Linked DNA regions of Macaca mulatta: region 2 is linked to region 1. Evidence: chromatin contacts called from public Hi-C data. All regions are on one chromosome and are shown on one strand. The core of a region is the stretch at or near the end of the contact, and the rest is flanking DNA. Distances in the headings are between cores, read along the strand shown. Region 1 holds the start of PPP1R9B (protein phosphatase 1 regulatory subunit 9B). Region 2 holds the start of PDK2 (pyruvate dehydrogenase kinase 2).

Region 1 (4,714 bases), core at 1,196-3,695:
GGGCAGGACGGGTTCTGCGAAGTGGCGGGGCGGGGCGGGGCAGCAGGCGGAGGAACCTGAGGGCAGGTCGGGGCAGGCCACCCCCCTCGCACACCTGAAAATCCCTCTCTGACAAACAGCTGGAACTCCCCCACGCCCCCCTGAGGGTGGGAACTTCTGGGAAGGGGGCTGGGTGGCAGGGGCTGACTCAGCCTGCCAAACCCGGCTGGCTGGCGAGCCGGGGGCGGCCGCGTGCACGTGGCAGGGGCGGCGCGGGGGCGGGGAGGGGGGGCTCACTTACTTGGATGGGCGCCGTGCTGAAATGGATCTTCCGGCTCGGGGCTGGGTCCTCCTCCTCCGACAGCCCCGGGATCTCCACGCACCCCGACTCGGGCTCGTAGGGGGGCTCCCCATCCTCCTCGTCTTCTTCGTCGTCCTCCTCTAGGGCACTGCCCCCAGAGTCCTCCCCGAGCCCACTGTAGGCGCTCACGTCCACCAAGTCCGCCTCCGAGAAGTCCTCCTTCTTGGATTCATCTACTTCCTCAGGGGCCACGTCCGGGGCCCGGCCATTGCCCACCCCCCTCTCTGGCGGCGCTACCGCCGCCGCCTCCTTCTCCGGGGCCACTTGGGCCTTTGGCTGCTCGGGCGCGGGGCTGGCTGCGGTTGCCGCGGTGCTGCCATTCTCCAGGGCCGCGTGGACCGTAACCTCGGCCTGGATCACCTCCCCGGGCGCCGACTCGGCCTCCGACTCCCCGCTCTCCTCCACCTCCACCGGCTTAATCTTGCGCACCTCCCGGGGCTTGGGGGGCGGCCGGGCAGGGGCCACTCGGTGCTGCGGGGGCTGCTGCCCTCCGGGGCAGCGCTCTTTCTCCGCCGGAGCATCCCCCGACGGGGCGGGCGGCGGCGGCGGCGGCGGGGGCTGGAACACCCGGGACCGCTTGCTGACCAGCTTCGAGTTGACCTGGGGAGCCCCTGCGGCCCTGGGGAGCCCGGGCCCGCGGTGGAGGCCGGTCCTCGAGTCGGCCTTCTCGAAGACGGCGCTGAGCTGGCTGACCGTCGGGGACACGGCGTCAGCGTCCAGCTTGTCCAGCGCCTCAGTGCTGCCGTTGAAGCGCACCACGACGTCCAGCTTCCGGTCCTGCAGGCCGGCGCGCTCCTGCCTCAGCAGCCGCCGCGCCGCGGCCTCCTTGTCGCCGCCTGCGGCCGCCGGGGCGCTCCGTTCGAACAGCTTCCGCGTCTCCTGCAGCCGGGACGGCGGGTGCGGCGGCGGCGCAGGCTGCGCGGAGGGCGCGGGCTTGGAGTCGAAGCGGCTCACGCGCTCCGACACGCTGGTGCCCAGCTTCAGCAGGGCGCTGTGGTCCACGTTCTCGTTCAGGCTGCTGGCCCGCGGCAGCGACAGGCGCACGCCGCGATCGGACGCCCGCGGGGCCTCGGCCAGGCCCGCGCCGCCGCCCGCCTCGCCCGAGGGCCCCGCCGTCGTGCCCATCTGCAGGAACATACTTTTGATGCGGTGGACGTTGGAGCCATATTTCTTGTGGTGGGCCCCCTTGGGTGCCTCGTCGGGCCCGGGCGCGTCGGGCGGCTTCAGCGCCTGGATGCCCGCCTCGTAGGCGCTGCGGTGCGGGGAGGCGCTCCGGAGGGGACCCCCGGGCCCCCGTGGCTCCGTCTTCATCATGGTGGGGGGAGCCGGGTTCGCATCCCCTTGCTCCCCGCTCCCCCCCTTCAACAGGCGGCTGGCCAAGTCGGGACCACCGCCCCCTCCCCCCGATAAAAGAAACCCCAGAAGGCCTTTTTTAGGGTCCCCCCAAAACCGCTGCCAAAAACAGTTAATCCCGCTTTTTTAAAAAAATGAAAAAAAAAAAATCTCCAAGCGCCCTGTGTGTGGGTCGCCTCCCCCAGTCAAGCTGCCGAAGACAGCCAGCCCCGCTTCAAAAGCCCAAGCGGCCTGGTACGGTCGCCCCCACCCAAATTAGCAAAGCGGCGTCTGGGGCCGGTGGGAGCGCGCGCCCTGCCCGCGAAGCAGCCGCGGCGTCGCCGGCTCACATCGTCCGAGGCGGTGTCAGTGGGGCTGGCAGCCCGGGCGTCCCCCAGTCCGGCCGGAGGCCTCGGCTCTCGGGGGGCCCGGCACCCCAGCGCCCATGGCTGCTCCGCCGGCCCGGGCCGCTCCGCCGCCGCGCCTCCCTCCCTCCCTCCCTCCCCCCCGTGCCCCGAGCCTCGGTCTTTCTCTGGCTCTGCCCGAGCGGCGGCTGCCGGAGACCGAGCGGCTGCCCTTCTCGCCGCCGCCGCTGGGGGACTGGCACCTCTGGGTCCTAAAGGGATCGGATTTCCGGGGCCGGAGCCTGTGAGCCCTCCCCTTCCCCTCCACCCGAACGGATCCCCTCCCCTCCCCAGCCTTCGCTGAGAGCCTTCCTCTGCCCCCGGACATTGGCCAGCCGTCTTCAACCCTTCCATCACAACCTCTGACTGCGGCTTATCACAACCCACAGAACCGCACCCCCATGAAATATTGGGCGGAGGCAGTACATCCACGATGGTCTCAATGTGAGGGGAGGGGGGTCTGTGGGGAGGGGCAGAGGTTCATTCTTCAGGGTCCTCGGAGCTAGCTCTTCGGTGTGCTTCAAGGCTTTAGCATCAGAATCGCTGGGCGCTTGGTAAAAATACAGATTTCTGAGCTCTCCCTCGAACCTTGTGTAGGAGAATCTCAGAGGCTGAACCCAGGAATCTGCATTTTAACACTTCACTACAGGGACTCTTTGGCACCCTTGGAGGTGTGAAACCTTGGCCCAGTGCTGGTGACCTTTCGATGGTGGGGGAGGGGTCGTGAAGAAAGGAGGTGGACCCCGTCATCCAAGTAGCAGGGGATCATCAAAACTGCCCCTTTAGACGTCTGGAGAGGATGTCCTGTCGCCTGTCTGCTGTGCACCCGTCTTCAGGCCCCTACCCTGGCACTCCTGCGTCTCAAACCGGAAGGAAGGGTTTGGGAGCAGGAATTCTAGAGGCCTGGGGCCAAAGTTTTCCCAGTGAGAGCTCTAACTTGGGTCTCTGATTTAAAGGATCCTGGCGACTGTGTTCCGGTGGGGGTGGGGGGTGGGGAGGGTGACAGTGACCTACACATCCCCTGTCCTGGCAACCCAGAAAGCTGTTTGATGCTCTCTGCACCCCCCGCATACACACCTAAGGTGCTGGTGCTTCCTGGGCCCTGGGTGTGAGGGTCCACCCTCTGGACAGGTCCAGGTGAGCGGGTTCAGTCCACACATCCCAGAAACTGGTGAACACAATGGGCCCTAGGACCCAGAGAACAACTCAGGCACAAAGCCTCCCCCCACTCCCAGCTGCTTCCTGCATCTCAGGCCTTTCTGCGGCCTCTGCCTCCTCCCCCGCCCTCTTCCCCTCCATCCTCTTCCTCCTTTTCCTAATCTCCCACTCTCTCCCCCCTGGCCTGGAAGGGCTGGCAAAGGGAGCCCTCTTACCGCTCCACTGCAGGGGTGTGTGTGGGTTTTGTGGGATATTAACGCGTTACCATGTGCAAAAGAGCTTAGAGTACAGCGTGGGGGATGGGGTGTGGGGAAGCCGCCTGGGAACCCTGGATATTGGGATCGGGAGGGGCCAGGAACGGCAGGACTGATCCTGAGGCTGGTGCTAAGGAGGAGGGAAGAGCTAGGTTGTGAGCTGGAGCTGGAAATGAACCCAGACCTCAGACTTTCCAAATGCCACCTGCATCTTTGCCCAGCTGTCCAGGAAAATTCCCCCTCCGCAGTTGTGCACTTTGGGATGGGCAGGGTGAAGAAGCCTCTCTCCTAACCCTTCTTAGAAGGCCTTGTCAGGAGCAAGCTTTGGGACTTGGATTTCCAAACTCAAGATGGGGTCTTGAAAACCCCTCCCCACAGGCCCCCCAACCCCAATATAGAAGTCCAGAGAAGACAGAAACCTCTCCCAGCTGGGGTTTGGAAGTTTGGACAATGTCCTCAGAAGCTCTTGTGTGGATTGGAGGAGGGCGCAGGCCCCTGTGTTCTGCCCAGAATCTCCCACACCCTTGGTGGTGAGTCATCTTAACTGGTCCCAGCACAAGGGGTCTGTGCCCACGCTTCTGGCCAGGTGGGGAAGCCCCCAGTTTCTGAGGGTGGGAGGAGGAGCTGAGGCCCAGCTGCTAGGCCCAGAGACCCTCGGACCTCCAGCATTTCCGGTAGCAGCTTAGAGCAAACTGGAATTACGGGGATTCTCTTGGGTCTCCCTTGTCCAAAGGTTTATGAGTCTCTGGACAAACCCCTTTAACAAATCCCTCTAGGGGGTTTGGCTTCAAGAGGGTGGAGCTAGCCAGAGCTTGGGGGACTGAGGCTAATCAGTGGGATTATTATTTCATGGGCTCCTGGTTAGCAGAGCAACACCCTGGCCAGAATTCCCAAAGATGCTTTTATGGAGCAATAAGTGCTTCACCGTCACTTGTTCTCTGGTGTCAGGCACCAAGCTGGCTGGCCTGTGAGATGGGTGAAGAATGGGGTATCATTCCCTCCATCCCTTCTCTGCCTGTCTGGAGCAGTAATGGCACCTGATAGGAACAAGAAGGGTTTGAGAGGGTTACCATCCAAACTGAAGGCTTTAAATCGAATTTTCATTTACTGGGCTGTCATCTTCACCTGCTTCCTCCGGTGAGGAAGCACTCCAGGATAATTTCACCATCCTTTCTCTTTCCTTTGTCTTCATGGAAGAGACTTTGATGGCCAAGTTGCCTGGTGGT
Region 2 (4,445 bases), core at 1,617-4,116, 56 kb before region 1:
CTCCTCATTTTCTGTGCCTGGATTTGCCCCTTCCCAGGGTGACTGACAATGGAATGTCCACTTTCCCCAGGAAAACCGTAGCCCCTGCCCGGAGCTGCCAGGCTCTCAGAACCCAGTGAGTGGAGACGACACTTTATTTTCTAGAATCTGGAATCCACTTCTTTGGGCATAACACGTGTGCGTTGTCAAAGCTTGGCCCAGTCTTGTGCTTACAGCCACTTACTGCTTAAGACAGGGGTGTTTACACATTCCTCTGGCCAGTTTCACAGACCCCCCAGTCTCCTGTCAGCCACTGCTTGAGGAAGACCCCCCCCCACACACACACTCTTGAGGATAAGTCATTTTCAGAACTAGCATAAGCTACATATTATGAAAGAAACATAACTGGCAGAGATGTAGCAATGCCCGCTGTAAAAGAACCCTCTGCAATGCCAAGTTTTTTGAGCTCCTTGGAGAGTCCCCCACCAACCCATGTTACACATACAGTGGGAGATTTGGGAATCGGGGGGCAGGGTGCGGTTTACCTCGGCATTACCTAACTAAACTTGACTATGATGTACCACATCACACCACTGTTGTTAGCACCCTGCAGCAGGCTCTGCAGAAGGAATTCTTATCCAAGCACAGAGCCCACATTGTGGAAGTCCAGCCTAAGGTGAGGGTCATGGGAAATCTCTTTCCCTCTCCTACACCTAGCCTTAGAGGCCATGGTCTTTTCCTTGTTACTTTAATTTTGACAATAACAGCAATAGCTACCATTTATTGCTAGGCACAGAAATAGGCCTCTTTTTTTTGAGATAGGGTCTCATTCTGTCACCCAGATTGGAGTGCCATGGCACGATCATGGCTCTGGTTCACTGCAGCCTCGACCTCCTGGGCTCAAGCAATCTTCCTACTTCAGCCTCCCAAGTAGCTGGTACTATAGGTACCTGCCACCACACTCAGTTAATTTTATATTTTTTGTAGAGACAAGATCTTGCTATGCTGCCCAGACTGGTCTCAAACTCCTGGACTCAAGCAATCCTCGTACCTCAGCCGCCCAAAGTGAGGGCCAGGTTTTTTGTACGTAATATTCTATATATTCTTCTGTGTACTTGAAAACTGCACTCACCAGCATCATCAATCACGTCCTAATTGCTAGCCCACTGGATGTTTGGTGGTTCTCTGGAATATCTCTGCGGTATGCTCCCCTGCTCACCGTGTCTTCTTTTTCACCCTGTCCTCCCTACTACATGCTGAGCACTGCCTGATGCTGGAGATAGAGCAGTGAACAAGACAGATACAACACCTGCCCTGCCCTCATGGAGCTTAAAGTCTAGCAGGAAAACAGATCAGTCAGCAAACAATTTTCACTCAATTGATAAGAGCTACCATCAGCTCCTTTTAACCCCTCCTTCCTGGATTTGTCCAGGTAGCTTTCAGCCAATCCCTTTCCTCAAAAAGGTACCTGTTTCACGTGTCCTGATCTTTCCTTGTCCTCCCTTAAGGGGCCTTGTGGGTTCCCAGTCTGGATGACAGTGACCCAGACTACAAATATTTGCTAAGATCAGGAGATCTAAGGAGCCCTTGAAGGGAGCCTATGACCCAGCTTGGTAAGATCAGGGAAGGCTTCCAGGAGGAAGGGATGCCTAAGCAGCTGAGACCTGAAGAATGGGCAGGTGAAGCTGGGAAGAAAGAATGATCCAGACAGAAGAGATGCATTTGCAGTGGCTTAGAGATTAGAGGCTGGTTCAAGGCAGCAGACAGGCATGGCTGGGAGCTGCGTGGGGGAATGGAGAGAGAGGAGTCTGGAGAATTAAGCAAAAGCCAATTGTGTGACAACCGGAAAGGCTCCGGTAAGAAGATGAGAGCCATTGGTGGCCAGGCACAGTGCCTCATACCTGTAATCCCTGCACTTTGGGAGGTTGAGGTGGGCAGATCACTTGAGTTCAGGAGTTCAAGACCAGCCTGGCCAACATGGTGAAACCCTGTCTCTACTAATATTACAAAAATTAGCCAAGTGTGGTAGTACACGCCTGTTATCCTAGCTACTTGGAAGGCTAAGACAGGAGAATCGCTTGAACCTGGGAGGAGGAGTTTGCAATGAGCCAAGGTTGTGCCACTGCACTCCAGCTTGGACGACAGAGTGAGACTCCATCCGAAAAAAAAAAAAAATAGCCCATTGAAAGGCTGTGAGCAAGGAAGTAATAAGGTCAGATTTGCAGTTGACAATGATCCGAGTCTTGGCTTTCTTATCTATGAAATGAGGCTAAGAATAATAAAATAGAGAATTAAATGAGATAATGTCTGCAGACAGTGCCTGGCATATAGCTTATTATTCTTCCAGCTAAGAGGCCCTTCCATTTGCGAAGTTTGTGAGGTCTATATTACAATCATATTCAGTTATAGCTAATTATTTACTTATGTAGCTATCTCTGAAACGTAGAAATGAAATCATTGAGGAAAAAGGCCATTTCTTGATCCTGTCTGTGTTCTCTGTTCCCAGCAGAAAGCCTAACACATTTTAGGCTAATGTCACCGAGCAAAGAAAGCATCAAAGTGGCGGGTCGGGCCCTAAGCCCACGATCGGCCACAAGAGGGCGCATCACGTTTTCTCCAAGGGAAGCGGGGCTGCTGATGAAGGACGGGTTCCCGGCCACCCAGAGACACTTCACCTCCTGGGATCTTGCTCTAAGGAAGCCCGGTGCGAAGGAGGTGGCTTTCTCAGGTGGTCGCGCTAGATGTCCAAGGCTTTATGTTCGGTCAGATGAGCTATATAATAAAATGAAAGTGTTAACTGGCATGGACGATAACTGCCGCCTCCACCGCCACTAGTCGTGACGGTTTTTACTCTGGATGTTTTTCAATTGGAAAAGCAAACTCCACCTTTTCCTGAGCCGCTCGGATCTTTGTGGAAGTGGGTGGGCTGCACATATACGGGACGGATTCGTATAGGCTTGCACCCTGGTTCCGAATTTTGCAAATATTCGCAGTCTGGGTCACTGTCATCTGGACTGGGAATCCCCAAGACCCGTTAAGGGAGGGCAGGTAAAGATGATGACAGGTGAAACAGGTACCTTTGAGTTGGAGGAAAGGGATTGGTTGAAAGCTACCTAGACAATTCTGGAAAGGAAGGGTTAAAAGGAGCCGGCGGGTGAAGGAGATGCAAGGAGATAGCGAGGAAAAGGCAGGCGTGGAAGAGGAAACGAAAGGGCTGGCGGGGCTCTGGGAAGGAAGGGGTTAACCCCGGCTTCGCCCCCGGGAGGAAAGGGACGCGTGAACACAGGGGAGGTGGGATCTCGGCGCAGCCTCCCCAAAACAACAGGCCGCTCAGGCAAAGCGTGGGTTAAGGGGGCGGGCCTGGAGGGAAGCCACGTGCCGGGGCGGAAAGCTATTGGTTCTCCCGGAGTTGTTTGTGAGTGGCCATTGGCGACGTCGAGGCGCCACGACGAGCCGATTGGCTGGGCCTTGGAGTGCTCGCCAGGGCAAGGGTAGGGAGGAGGCGGCCGAATCGCGTCGCTGGGCCGAACGGTGCGCGAGCGCTGCCAGCGCAGGGACCACAACCCGAGTCGCGGCCGCCGCAGCCATGCGCTGGGTCTGGGCGCTGCTCAAGAATGCGTCCCTGGCTGGGGCGCCCAAGTACATAGAGCACTTCAGCAAGTTCTCCCCGTCCCCGCTGTCCATGAAGCAGTTTCTGGACTTCGGTACGGAGTGGGCGGGAGGCGGCTGGCAGCGGAGGCCCGCGGGGCGCTGGGAGGGGCAGCCGGGGGCCAGGGGGGACAGAGGAGAAGAAAGGCCCCGAGTGACAGAGAAGGGTTGTTTGGAAAGGTACAGACAGGAAAGAGTTAATGGGGAAGGAGGGACCGGCCGGGGCCTCTCGACTGGGCTGTTGATGGGAATGGGGGGGCACTTACAAGGACGGTCCCGAGGTTTCTTCCTTGGCTTCATGGGGGGTCTTGAAGAGTTAGGGGCAGTGAAGCTGCGATATTACTACAGGAAGGGAGTAGGGTGGTATCCAGACGCTAAAAGGTTAATGGGAGTTGTCCTCATGACTGGAGGAGTAGGAGCCCCTCCTCCCACCAGAGGAAACCGGGGGTCTGTTGGTGGGAGTGAGGAGGCAAGGTTGAGAGGTGCAGCCGTCTGGAGAGAGACCTGGACTGGGCACGAAGGGTTTCAGACACCCCTGGGCAGTGGGGAAGGGGGCTCTTTCAGAAGATGCCAGCGGGAGAGAGTGCCCTGACTGGTAGGCATCCACCCACAGAAGAAGCTGGACCCTAGCTGCCCCAGTAGGCAAGGACACTTGAAGATCAAATCTGTTCCGGCCTGGCAGCCTCTCCCGAGCTGGGCAGGGGCCCCAGGCACCGTGATGTGGAGTCAAGCCGCCTATACCTCCCTTGGCTGCCCCAGGGTTGCTAGGTCAGGATCGCCCACTACCAGTATTCTGGGGGTGGCCCTGGGGCAGGAGG

The links. Hi-C and Micro-C count contacts between places; a contact is called where the count stands out from the background.
Region 2: a Hi-C map of cortical neurons shows a contact between it and region 1, with 4 times the contacts expected there. The contact joins the promoter of PDK2 here to the promoter of PPP1R9B in region 1. A contact is called at or near these places in 5 of 14 Hi-C or Micro-C datasets (cortical neurons, fetal cortex germinal zone, fetal cortical plate and 2 more).

Annotation. Positions count from the first base shown.
Region 1 is chr16:59,859,270-59,863,983 of T2T-MMU8v2.0, reverse strand. PPP1R9B (protein phosphatase 1 regulatory subunit 9B) reads right to left here and starts at 2,445. Exons shown (of 11, transcript XM_077971221.1): 1 at 2,215-2,445; 2 at 281-1,255. The coding sequence starts at 2,430.
Region 2 is chr16:59,916,042-59,920,486 of T2T-MMU8v2.0, reverse strand. It overlaps PDK2 (pyruvate dehydrogenase kinase 2), which reads left to right and starts at 2,866. Exons shown (of 12, transcript XM_028836382.2): 1 at 2,866-3,027; 2 at 4,241-4,395. LOC144335601 (a long non-coding RNA gene) reads right to left here and starts at 4,265. Exons shown (of 2, transcript XR_013406548.1): 1 at 3,894-4,265; 2 at 116-2,751.